Regions from separate parts of the Ovis aries genome. Here region 1 is linked to region 2. The links are chromatin contacts, called in public Hi-C maps. All regions are on one chromosome and are shown on one strand. Each heading gives the region's core, a stretch centred on a gene start, on an enhancer-like site or on the middle of the called end of the contact. The rest is flanking DNA. Distances are from core to core; before and after follow the strand shown.

Region 1 (5,408 bases), core at 1,544-4,043, 680 kb after region 2:
ATTGCTAACCCATTTCTTGGCTTCTCTGTTTTGTAATAAACCTTGTTCATAAAATGGTGTTGCAGCTGCTTCCCAGACCTGTTTATGTATCAGAGTCACTTGGGGAGCTTTCATGAAATGAAGATTATTATAGAGTGCTATTTGCAGAGATTTTCAATCATTAAAGTCTGGGATCTTAGAAACCTTTTTGAAAAAAACACAACAACTGATTCCAAATGCAGAGCCAGGCTTGCAAATTATTTCAATAATTTTACTTGTTATCTTGAAAATTTTTTCTTTTTTAAAAAATGATTGAGTGCAAGTCCAAATCACAGCCCTTATAAAATTATAGTAGACTAAATTAGAGAACAGGATGTTTAATTTCCTAGATACTTACATCCACACTGGCATTTTTCTCTATCCTGTCGGTTCATTTAAATTCCTTAATATTTGTCCTAGTAATCTATTAATTAAAGAACATATCCCTATTAATTTTATTTTGTATTAAAAGAGTATAGTTGTTGATCAGTGTATGCCAAACTAACATAATTCTGAGAGCTCTTCACTGAGAACTAATAGAATGTTTTGTAGGAATTTTTAAAATGTAAAATTTGTAGGAAGACCATTTTTTGAGCCATTACCTATAAAGTTTTCCCTCGTTCCTCAATTCAGTGTTGGAACCTTGGGGTTAAGTAGTATAAACATAGGAACATTTGAGGGCAGTGAACATGATAAACACTGGAATCAAAGTCTACTCACGAAAGCTGTAGTTTCTCTGTGCACAGTTTTAAAAAAGAAAACTGATATGTGGATGTGACATAAAATCCTAGAGTCAGTAATTTTTCAAGCTCTCTTTACATTGTAACTGCATGATTTAAAAACATTTTCTAACACTACTGGTTTCCATGTTTTTTTTTTAACTGCAGCCCACAAGAAACATGAGGACATGTCAAACCTCTGCATGTGTGTGTGTGAGCTTTTGTGTATAACGGAAACATACATATAACAACACCTTACTAAAAGGGATGCACACCCAGGTTTTCTGTTTTGTTTTTTAAATAAAAGGCTGGTCATGGGTGAAGGGGGTCAAAAGGTACAAACTTCCAGTTAAAAATACATCCTAGGGACGTAACGTACAGTATGGTGTCTGCAGTTAATACTACTGTATTGTATAGTTGAAAGTTGCTATGAGAGTAGATGTTTAAAGTTTGCATCACAAGAAAAAGAATTCTGTGACTATGGTGACAGATGTTAACTACTTATTGTAGTGATCATTTCACAACAGATACAAATACTGAATCATTATGTCCTACGCCTGAAACTAGTATGACGTATGCCAGTTATACCTCAAAAAGAAAAAAACGCTTACTTCACTCTGTATAATCGGCTCCAGTCTCATCCACCTCATCAGAGCTGATTCAAATGTATTCTTCTTAATGGCTGAGTAATACTCCATTGTGTATATGCACCACAGCTTTCTTATCCATTCATCTGCTGATGGACATCTAGGTATGGGGAGGGAGGTGGGAGGGGGTTCAGGATTGGGAACACATGTACACACGTGGCGGATTCATGTTGATGTATGGCAAAACCAATATAATATTGTAAAGTAATTAGCCTCTAATTAAAATAAATTTAAATTTTAAAAAATTAAAAAAAAAAAAAAAGCTCGACACTTCCCACTGAATTTTAACACTTGAGGGCTGTTATCTATAACAGAAGAACTCAGTACTAGTTTGAACTCATAAAAACTGAGTAGAATGTTGGTCGCCAGGGGTTGGGGGTGTAATTATTAAAAGGAATATGTTCTGAAGATCCAGTGTACCTGATTATAGTTAACAATACTGTCAATATATATTTGAAAGCTGCCAAGAGAATAAATCTTAAATGTCACCACAAAAAAAGAAATGACAATTATTTGTGGTACTAAGTAATTCTACTGTGGTAATAATTTTACAATATATAAGTATATCAAATCAACATGTTGTCTACCTTTAAACAATATTACAAGTCAATTGTATCTCAAAAAGCTGAGGAGAAAAATAAAAAAGCAGCTGGTATTTCTTTAATAGTGCAACAGCGCCACCTCGTGGGTTAGTCCACTAGTTACATGTTGGTCAGATCTCTGTTCTTAATTAAAAGTAAACTGTTGCTTTCCTTCAAAAGCATGAAAATAACATTTTATATGGTTCTATATTTATGCTTAAGGAAATAAAAATCTGAAATGAGTTGTATTAGAAGTATAATATTAATCTTTTATTTTTAAAATCTTCAATTATTGTTTGTTTCTTACAGGGAATAAATGAAACTATCTCTTCAAACTTTCTTTCCTCATAAAGTCTACCTTTTAATTGTCTTCATATTTGATATTCTGCCTTTAGGACAGGGTAACCTTCAGGAGGATAATTGTAAAAAATAATGCCAAAAAGAGAAAAATGTATGAAAGCTTTATCGAGTCACTGCCATTCCTTAAATCTTTGGAAGTAAGTATATGTTTCTGCTTTTATTTTGCTTTAAAAGCTTCTGTTTTGTTAGGAATGCTTAGCTTTGTAGAGGGTTTCTTTGAATAATAATCTATCCATATTTTCACTTAAAAAGATTACATTGTTTTAATAGCTTAGTATTTCTTCCACTGCCTGTAACTATCTATTTTGTTATTTACACATAATAGACTCCTGGGAGCAGCTACAGCAGATTTACATGAGGTCTCTTTCTAAAAGCAGACTTAAACTAATCACATAAATGTAGGCAGTAGCCTTTACAGGAAGAGGCTATCTAAATACAGAATGTCCTCACTGGCCTCTCCTTCCTTATTCCTTTCCTTTTAAAATTGGCATCCCAAGGTGTCTCTTTCTTGTTTGCAGTCTGCACTTATTCCCGTGCTGTACTTGTCAAGTCCCCTGGCTTTAAATGGCTATTATGTCAATGCCTCTTAAAATTGACATCACTGTGCAAGGCCCCACCCTGGAAGCCAGGCTTGTTTATCTGACTGCATATTTAGCATTTCCTCTGGGACATCTAAAAGATATCTCAAACGGACATGTCCCAAACATCCTTCCTTCTCTTCCCCACCTGAGTGATAGCAATACCATCCTTCCAGCCTCTTGGCCAGAATCCTTGAGGTTGACAGACCTACCTGCTGTCATGCCCCTGTGTTGGCTTGTCAGTATTCACCTGGTAGACATTCGGGCCTCATTTCAGAATGCATATCGGGCAGCTCATCTTCTCCACCAGCAGATCTGTCTAAGTAAAAATAGGTCAGAGTTGGAAATTCAAATGCCTTCAGAGCTAGGCAAGTAACAAAGAAGAAAACCAAGCCAGGATGGGACTTTGGTAAACTGGAGAGCATGTGCTCCATCTTAGGAAACGGCTGTTAGTGCACCAGAGTTTATTTGTGACACAGGAAAATATAGGCTGAGTGTTGCTGACAGTTCTGATTTTTCAAGAGAAGCTGGAAATTCAAGTTTTTATGAAAAATTTGTTAAAAATGCTGGCAAGTAATTTATATAATGGGGCTTCCTTGATAGCTCAGCGAGTAAAGAATCTGCCTACAAATGCAGGAGACACAGGAGACATGGGTTCAATCCCTGGGTTGGGAAGATCCCCCTGGAGTAGGAAATGGCAACCCACTCGAGTATTCTTGCCTGGTAAAATCCATGGACAGAAGAGCCTTGTGTCCATGGAGTCACAAAGAGTTGGACACCACTGAGCGATTGTGCTTTTTATATTATTTAGGTTTATTAATATAAACACACACATAAACACACACATTGCTCAGTTTATTTGGCCTGTAGGCTACCATTTTTAAGCCCATGAAATAATTAAGATTTACCTGATTAGTTTGTTTCATACAGTTGTTCATCCGTTTCCAAGGGATTGATTCTAGGACCTTGGTGGATACCAAAGTCTGCAGATGCTCAAGTCCGTTACAGCAGACCCTCCGTGGCCCTGGGTTCCACATTTGTGGGTATGGAGGGGCAACTCTATATTTACTGGAAAGAATCTGTAGATAAGTGGACTGTGCACAGTTCAAACCCATATCGTTGAGGGGTCAACTATTATCTTTTTTCCTTTATAGGTTTCTGAACGCCTGAAAGTGGTAGATGTGATAGGCACCAAAGTATACAACGATGGAGAACAAATCATTGCTCAGGTATAATACTTTTTATGGAGCTCAGTTTGAGGTTATTTTCCAAAAGATTCTTATGTATTCTAAGTCTTAATAACATTTTCATGTATCCATAATTAGTATGTAGTGATGGATTAATATAATTATTTCCTGCCAGATCTATTAAAAATGGCTTAATTCATAGCCATCAAGCTATCTGACTGTTTTTTTTAAATTAAATCTTAAGGAATATATATTAAATCATCCAATGGATTTAGGCATAATTTTATGTTTGTACCAGACATGAAGGTCACATGTATATAGAGAATTAAGATGTCATTTGTAAGAGGGGGAAAAAAACTAGTAATCGTTCCATAAGATTTATTAATAAGGACCCAGAAGGTGCATTGGAAGGTGTAAAGTTCTGCACAATCGGTTCATTGGTGAAACCCCCTCCTGGTGAAATTAACCAAGAAGGGGACATGTTGCTCCATGTACTTCACTGGCTGCCGGGCACTGAGGGGGCCAGCGTGCTCTTGAACCCATAATGCTTTTCTCAAATCCCATTTAGAACCTGAAGCAATACACACACATATTGGTTAGAACAGACCTACCCAGAAGTAGGATTTATAGAGACGGTTAGAGTTTACAGGTAAAAGCATATCGATGATACTACTAACTTGCTAGTTATAGTATGAAGCATTGACTGCATGCTTTAAACAGGTTTTTTAGGGACTTCCCTGGTAGTTCAGTAGTTAAGACTTCACCTTCCAAAGCTAGGGGTGCAGGTTCAATCCCTGGTTGGGGAGCTAAGATCCCACATGCCTCATGGCCAAAAACCCAAAACATTAAAAAAAAAAAAACAGAAGCAGTTTATAGCAAATTGAATTTGTAACATATTCAATAAAGACTTAAAAAAAACAGGTTTTTAACAAATTGGGTAATTTTCCTATCAATATTATACTACATTGTAATATTTATCTAAAATATTGTCTCTTTTCATACATGTGAAACAAGAGTCAAGGTCTGGGAGGCTGAGAAAAGAATTAGTTTAGAAGGCAGATAAACAGGTAAATCAGTCAGTCTTCCCCCACTGCCACCCCCAGTCTGTCACATTAGAGAACAAGGCTGAGATTCCATGATACAAACCGAAGATCTGCAAAGCATAGAGCGCTTTTGAAATGACTTTTCCCAATTATTTTGAAATAATTACAGATTCACATCATACTGCAAAAAAAAAAGAAGTCCCATGTGCTCTTGACCCAGTCTCTCCCAGTGCATTTTGTATCACTAGTACAACATCAAAACTAGCAAACTGACA
Region 2 (5,323 bases), core at 209-2,708:
ACCTTCATTCTGGAAGGGTTCTCTTCCAATCTTTCTATTGAATTAAAAAAAAATCTGCTATCAATGTCTTTCTTTTATAAGAGTTCTTTTAAAAAATGTTTTCTTGGGGTATAGTTGATTTGCAATGCTGTGTTATTTTCTACTATACAGCAAAGTGAGTCAGTTATACGTATACATATATTCACTCTTTAGATTTTTTTCCTATATAGGCTATTACAGAGTATTTAGCTGAGTTCCCTGGGCTATACAGGAGATTCTTACTAGTTAATCTACTTTATATACAGTAGTTCTTTCAAATTTTCTATAATTTTGTTTTGTTTCATGGATGTAATATCTCATCTTTCTGAAGATATAAATTATATATATATATTTTGTTTCCCCTCCTTTTCCATGAATTATCTGAGCTTTGTTCTGAGTTCCTCCTTTTTATTTATTTTTTTTTTCTGTTGCTTTTGTATGTACAGAGCCTTCCAAATTGGAAGATTTCTCAAATACTTGGTGATCTTTGGCTCTCCTTTGTCATGTAAGAGTGTGGTACAAAAACAAAAATATCAGAGAGGGCAAGACTTGCTGACTGCAGAGCAAAGGAACTTTTCTATTAATGTGTTTCCAAAATATTAATAGAGATCTTTTCTTTGAGGCTAATCAGTGCCACAATAGCTTAGCTAGGAAAGGCTAGGTTAGCTGCAGTAGTAAGTAAAAATTACAAAAACAAAGTCTCCATGACTTAACACAGTAAGTATTCACCATTTCCACTACATGTTCAATGGAGATTGGTAGTGAGCTTGACTCCCAGTCCACAGTAACTCCAAATCATCTGACGATGCCACTATTTCATCAGGAAACTTCAAGTGTTTGTCACAGCAGGGGAAAAGAAAGCATGGGAAAGGATGCATTGGCTCTTGAATGGTTCCACCCAGAAGTAACACACAAGATTTCTTCTCATTTGACATTCACTAAAACAAACCATATGTCCACTAACTTCAATGAGTGGGAAAGTACAGTCCTCCCAAGTGCCCAGAAGGGAAGAACCGGCAATACTGGGGAGCAGCACGCATGTTTACCGCACTGGCATGGTTACTCCCTTAAGAAAACCTTATCCTTCATGTCCCCCAAACACTGAACCTCCACTTGCCTGTCTTAGAAGTAATCTCCCTTTTCCTCCCCCCGCACCTTGTTGAATACAATATGTTGACCAAATTAAACAGAACTCATGAAAACCTAGATGTAAACAAGAGAAGGATTCATCTGTTTACGAAACTTCCTACAGGAGCGAGAAAGTCACAGCAGGCTTTCAATTTTTCTTCTTCCATCACCCTGTGTCTTCGTAAGATCACTCCCAATCTCATGACAGGACCAGCTGAGAGAGGAAACCAGATGGAACTGAAGGTAGCAGCAAACAGAGTTATAGTTTGGAGTTGGCTGTGGCTGGCTTCCAAGGGACTAGTTTTGCAATTTATTATTAACGTTGAGCAGCTACACATGAAAGGGAGTTGAAGCTGGCCAAAGAGGCTCTCCTAATAGCAAAGTCTTTTAAGACCCAGAGTCATGAACTACAGCCTGCAGGTTCCCAGGCAGTGATGGTAAAATTCAGGTTTTCTGAGCAAAAGCGATTAAGATTCTTCGGGGATAGAGAAGAGTTCAAATTTGAAGGCAACTCCCTCTCAAAGCGTGCATCATCCTGGACAGTGAACAGGTCCCAGGCATCACTGTTTTGAAATACTAGACACAAAAGTGATTGCAAACCAGGTAAAAACTGTCTCCCAACGTTCATGAAAAGATTGTAAAACCAATCTGTTTTTCTGCCTCTGGTTCCAAAGAAACTAACTGCTGAGGATGCACATAAATGGTGTCTGACTCACTGTTTCCTTCCTTAATTCCATTGGATGTTGAATTAATAAACAACCACAGATATTCACTCAAGCTAAAATTAGCCTTCTTGTCAGAAAACACTGACTTGTTCCAAGATTAGGAGCTAGCCTGGCCAGCAAACAAGTGACTGCCTCAGCTTTGTTCTCTGAACCCTCTGAGTATAGGGCACCCCAGATTCATTCCCCATTATGGATGGAGAGTCACAGACAAAGCTCCTAGGCTACTGCTGGGCCTCCAGACAGGGCCTTCTGGCACACATCCTCCTCCTGGTCTCTGAACAGCACAGACCCACTGCTCTGTGAACCTGCCACCATGCCGAAGTCTTCAACCACCTTTGCTGGTGGGGTAGTTTAGTTGCTAAATCATGTCCAACTCTTTGCGATCCCATAGACTGTAGCCCAGGATTTCTGTCCATAGGATTTCCCAGGCAAAAATACTGGAGTGGGTTGTCATTTCCTTCTCCAAACCACCCCTGGATTGCAGTGTAAAAGGTGCCATTTATATCATTAAGTTATCATACGGTACAGCAGCTGATTTGCTAACTGAGGTCCTCACATTGATCAGTCATTGGATGCTGGCCACCAGAGGGAGGGGCACAATCTTGGAGGAGGCAGCTGATTGCAGATGGGACAATCCCTCCAGATGTTGATGACTGAGGGCTGCTGGCCCACAGCACTCCTAGGAGCTGGGACCTTGAGTCCTTATCGAAAGGGGATCTGGGAAATGCATCCCAGAGCCTAACACAGCTATTTCAAATCCTTTCTCCCTGCAGACTCTCCAGTCAGAGTTCAAACTTCTTCAAATATCTGCCCCAGATTCACTTGGTCCACAGTTTTCAGATCAATGTCACTTGCCCTCAAACTCTTCATTCTTTTCCAAAGGCCTTCCTTTATTTCTGATTTGTCACACTGGCTCATGTCTATCTATCCCTATGAGTAAGTTTTATTCTACATTTATGTTGATGTTCACTTAGTAACCTTCCTCCATGGTTTTAAATAGCCAGCCCTTGTCTATGAAAACAATCAGGCTTCAAGTAATGAAATATTTGCTGGACATATCCAACTTTTCATTAGAACATGCTTTCATTGTGTGACTATGTGCTCTATAAGGAGAAAACTAGACTGATGCTTTGAACTTTCCATCCTGAAGAATAAAGTCCCACTGACTCATCATCAAAGAATTTTGGAATTCTCTTCTGGTTGTAGGGATTGGTTGACATGAGAACCATGAGGACACTTCCTCTCCTGCCTCTGACAATCAAAAGCACACTTGATTGGCATGGCTAACAAAGGATAAAGGTGATTGAGAACACAGTTTCTCTGTCATGCTACTTCACTCTTGTAACTCAGAACTGAGCATGATTACTTAGGTACCACCCAGGGCCTTGTGTGTGCTCAGTCGCTCTGTCACATCTAACTTTTTGCAATCCCATGGACTGTAGCCTGCCAGGCTTCTCTGTCCATGGAATTTTCCAGGCAAGAATACTGGAGTGGTTTGCCATTTCCTCCTCCAGGGGATCTTCCCGACCCAGGGATGGAACCCGTGTGTCTTGTGTCTCCTGCATTGGCAGGCAGATCCTTTGCCACTGTGCCACCTGGGAAGCTCACCTTTGACTTAGGGGGAGTTAATGATGAAAAGAGAAGATTCTGTTGTTTTTGTTGTAGTTGTTTATTCAGTCACTGCAAGTCATATATTATTAGATAAGGCCTTAAAATGTGTCAAGAAATCTGTTGATATTGGAAAAGACACTGAAAACGTAAAGTGATTAATACCTGTTTATGGTCCTTGAGAAAGACAGCATCTATTTGAAAAAATGAGAGGTTGAAAGATGTTTCAATTCCTTTCTGGGGTTGGAAGAAACTTTAGAAATCTCCTAGTTCAAGTCTCTCATTTCATAAAAGAGTGTAGCACTGGGAGCTATAGTGATTTGTGTTTTATTTTGAATCACTCAGCTAATTAGTGGCAAAACTGGGACCAGAGCCTGTGTCTTCCTAGTCATAGTTGAATTAACTTTTTATTACCCAAATTGCTCTCATGGTCTGCAATAACTCAAGATTAATCATCATCAGTTCACCCTAAAACAATATTTTCACTGATTTTTATTTTAAGAAAAATATTTCACATATATATAAAAGTACCAAGAATAATCTATTCAGGTTCATGGACCCACTGCCCTACTTAATAAAATATTATAGTCACAATGTACTCTCTCTGCGTCGCTTTTCTATCTCTTTCCCTATATATTCCTCCCTCCCAACAAGTAATCAGTATCTTGAATATACTCTTTATTATTTTCACAAATATTTTAAACTTCACTATGTATGTATATATCCATAAATAACACATAGTATTATTTTTGCATGTTTAAAGCTTTATAAATGGTGTCCTACTATATATGTTATTCTGAATCCTCTTTTTTACTCAACATATTTTTGAGGTTTACGGATGTTAAGATATGTAACTCTAGTTCATTTTTGCTGCTAAACACACTACCACTTGTTTGTCCGTTAATATTTTTTTTGTTTATAGATAAGGAGAGTGGTTCCTCTTTTTTGTCACTGCATGAACATCTGTATACTGTTACCTTGGGCAGATTGAGGATATACACTAGTGACTAGGATAGTCACTTTGCTAGGTCATATAGTATGTTTATCATTAAACTCACTGGATTCTCTGCTCATCTTCACTGGGTTTGGTTTCATAAATCTATCTGCTTATTTCCACAGTGCTGACATTTCAGGTTAGTGCAAGTTGAAGAGTTTAATGATGGATGAGCTTAGCACAACTACCTACTGAAAACTGACGATGCCAGGGTTAGTTTATGTCAGGGTGACATTCTTTGGAAATGCAAGGAGAAGTCTCTGAGTTGAGCTTGTTAATTTATTGGGGCTTATATAGTGAGCTCGGAGAAGGCAATGGCACCCCACTCCAGTACTCTTGCCTGGAAAATCCCATGGACGGAGGAGCCTGGTAGGCTGCAGTCCATGGGGTCGCTAAGAATCCGACACAACTGAGTGACTTCACTTTCACTTTTCACTTTCATGCATTGGAGAAGGAAATGGCAACCCACTCCAGTGTTCTTGCTTGGAGAATCCCAGGGACAGCAGAGCCTCGTGGGCTGCCATCTATGGGGTTGCACAGAGTCGGATACGACTGATGCTACTTAGCAGCAGCAGCAGCAGCATATAGTGAGCTCCAAAGGGAGAATCAACATATGTGCTTTCAAACAGAGTGACTGCTCCTTTGTGTCATCCTGGGACATAGTAGGGAAGCACACTCTTCTTAGTAGAAGCACAGCCAGTAGCTTTTTGCAGTTATGGGAGCCCGTGTTCTTGCTGTAGTCATCCAGGGGTTGTGCTCAACTCTTTGAGGCTACCCACATGTCTAGTTGTGCAGTCTCCATCTCTAAAGGCACCCATGGAGAAAGTCCCTCATGCCAAACCCATCTCAC

The links. Hi-C and Micro-C count contacts between places; a contact is called where the count stands out from the background.
Region 1: a contact with region 2 is called in a Hi-C map of blood, with 6 times the contacts expected there. The contact joins two enhancer-like sites. A contact is called at or near these places in 8 of 16 Hi-C or Micro-C datasets (blood, hypothalamus, liver and 3 more).

The regions. Positions count from the first base shown.
Region 1 is chr4:49,764,873-49,770,280 of ARS-UI_Ramb_v3.0, forward strand. PRKAR2B (protein kinase cAMP-dependent type II regulatory subunit beta) reads left to right here. Exons shown (of 11, transcript XM_027968589.2): 7 at 2,361-2,462; 8 at 4,058-4,132. Among named protein-coding and RNA genes, the nearest start is that of HBP1, 18 kb to the right of the region's middle. Within about 2 kb of position 2,794, at least 3 of the 54 cell types and tissues checked have an H3K27ac peak or open chromatin away from gene starts, as enhancers often do.
Region 2 is chr4:49,082,098-49,087,420 of ARS-UI_Ramb_v3.0, forward strand. No RefSeq gene overlaps it. Among named protein-coding and RNA genes, the nearest start is that of NAMPT, 200 kb to the left of the region's middle. Within about 2 kb of position 1,459, at least 11 of the 54 cell types and tissues checked have an H3K27ac peak or open chromatin away from gene starts, as enhancers often do.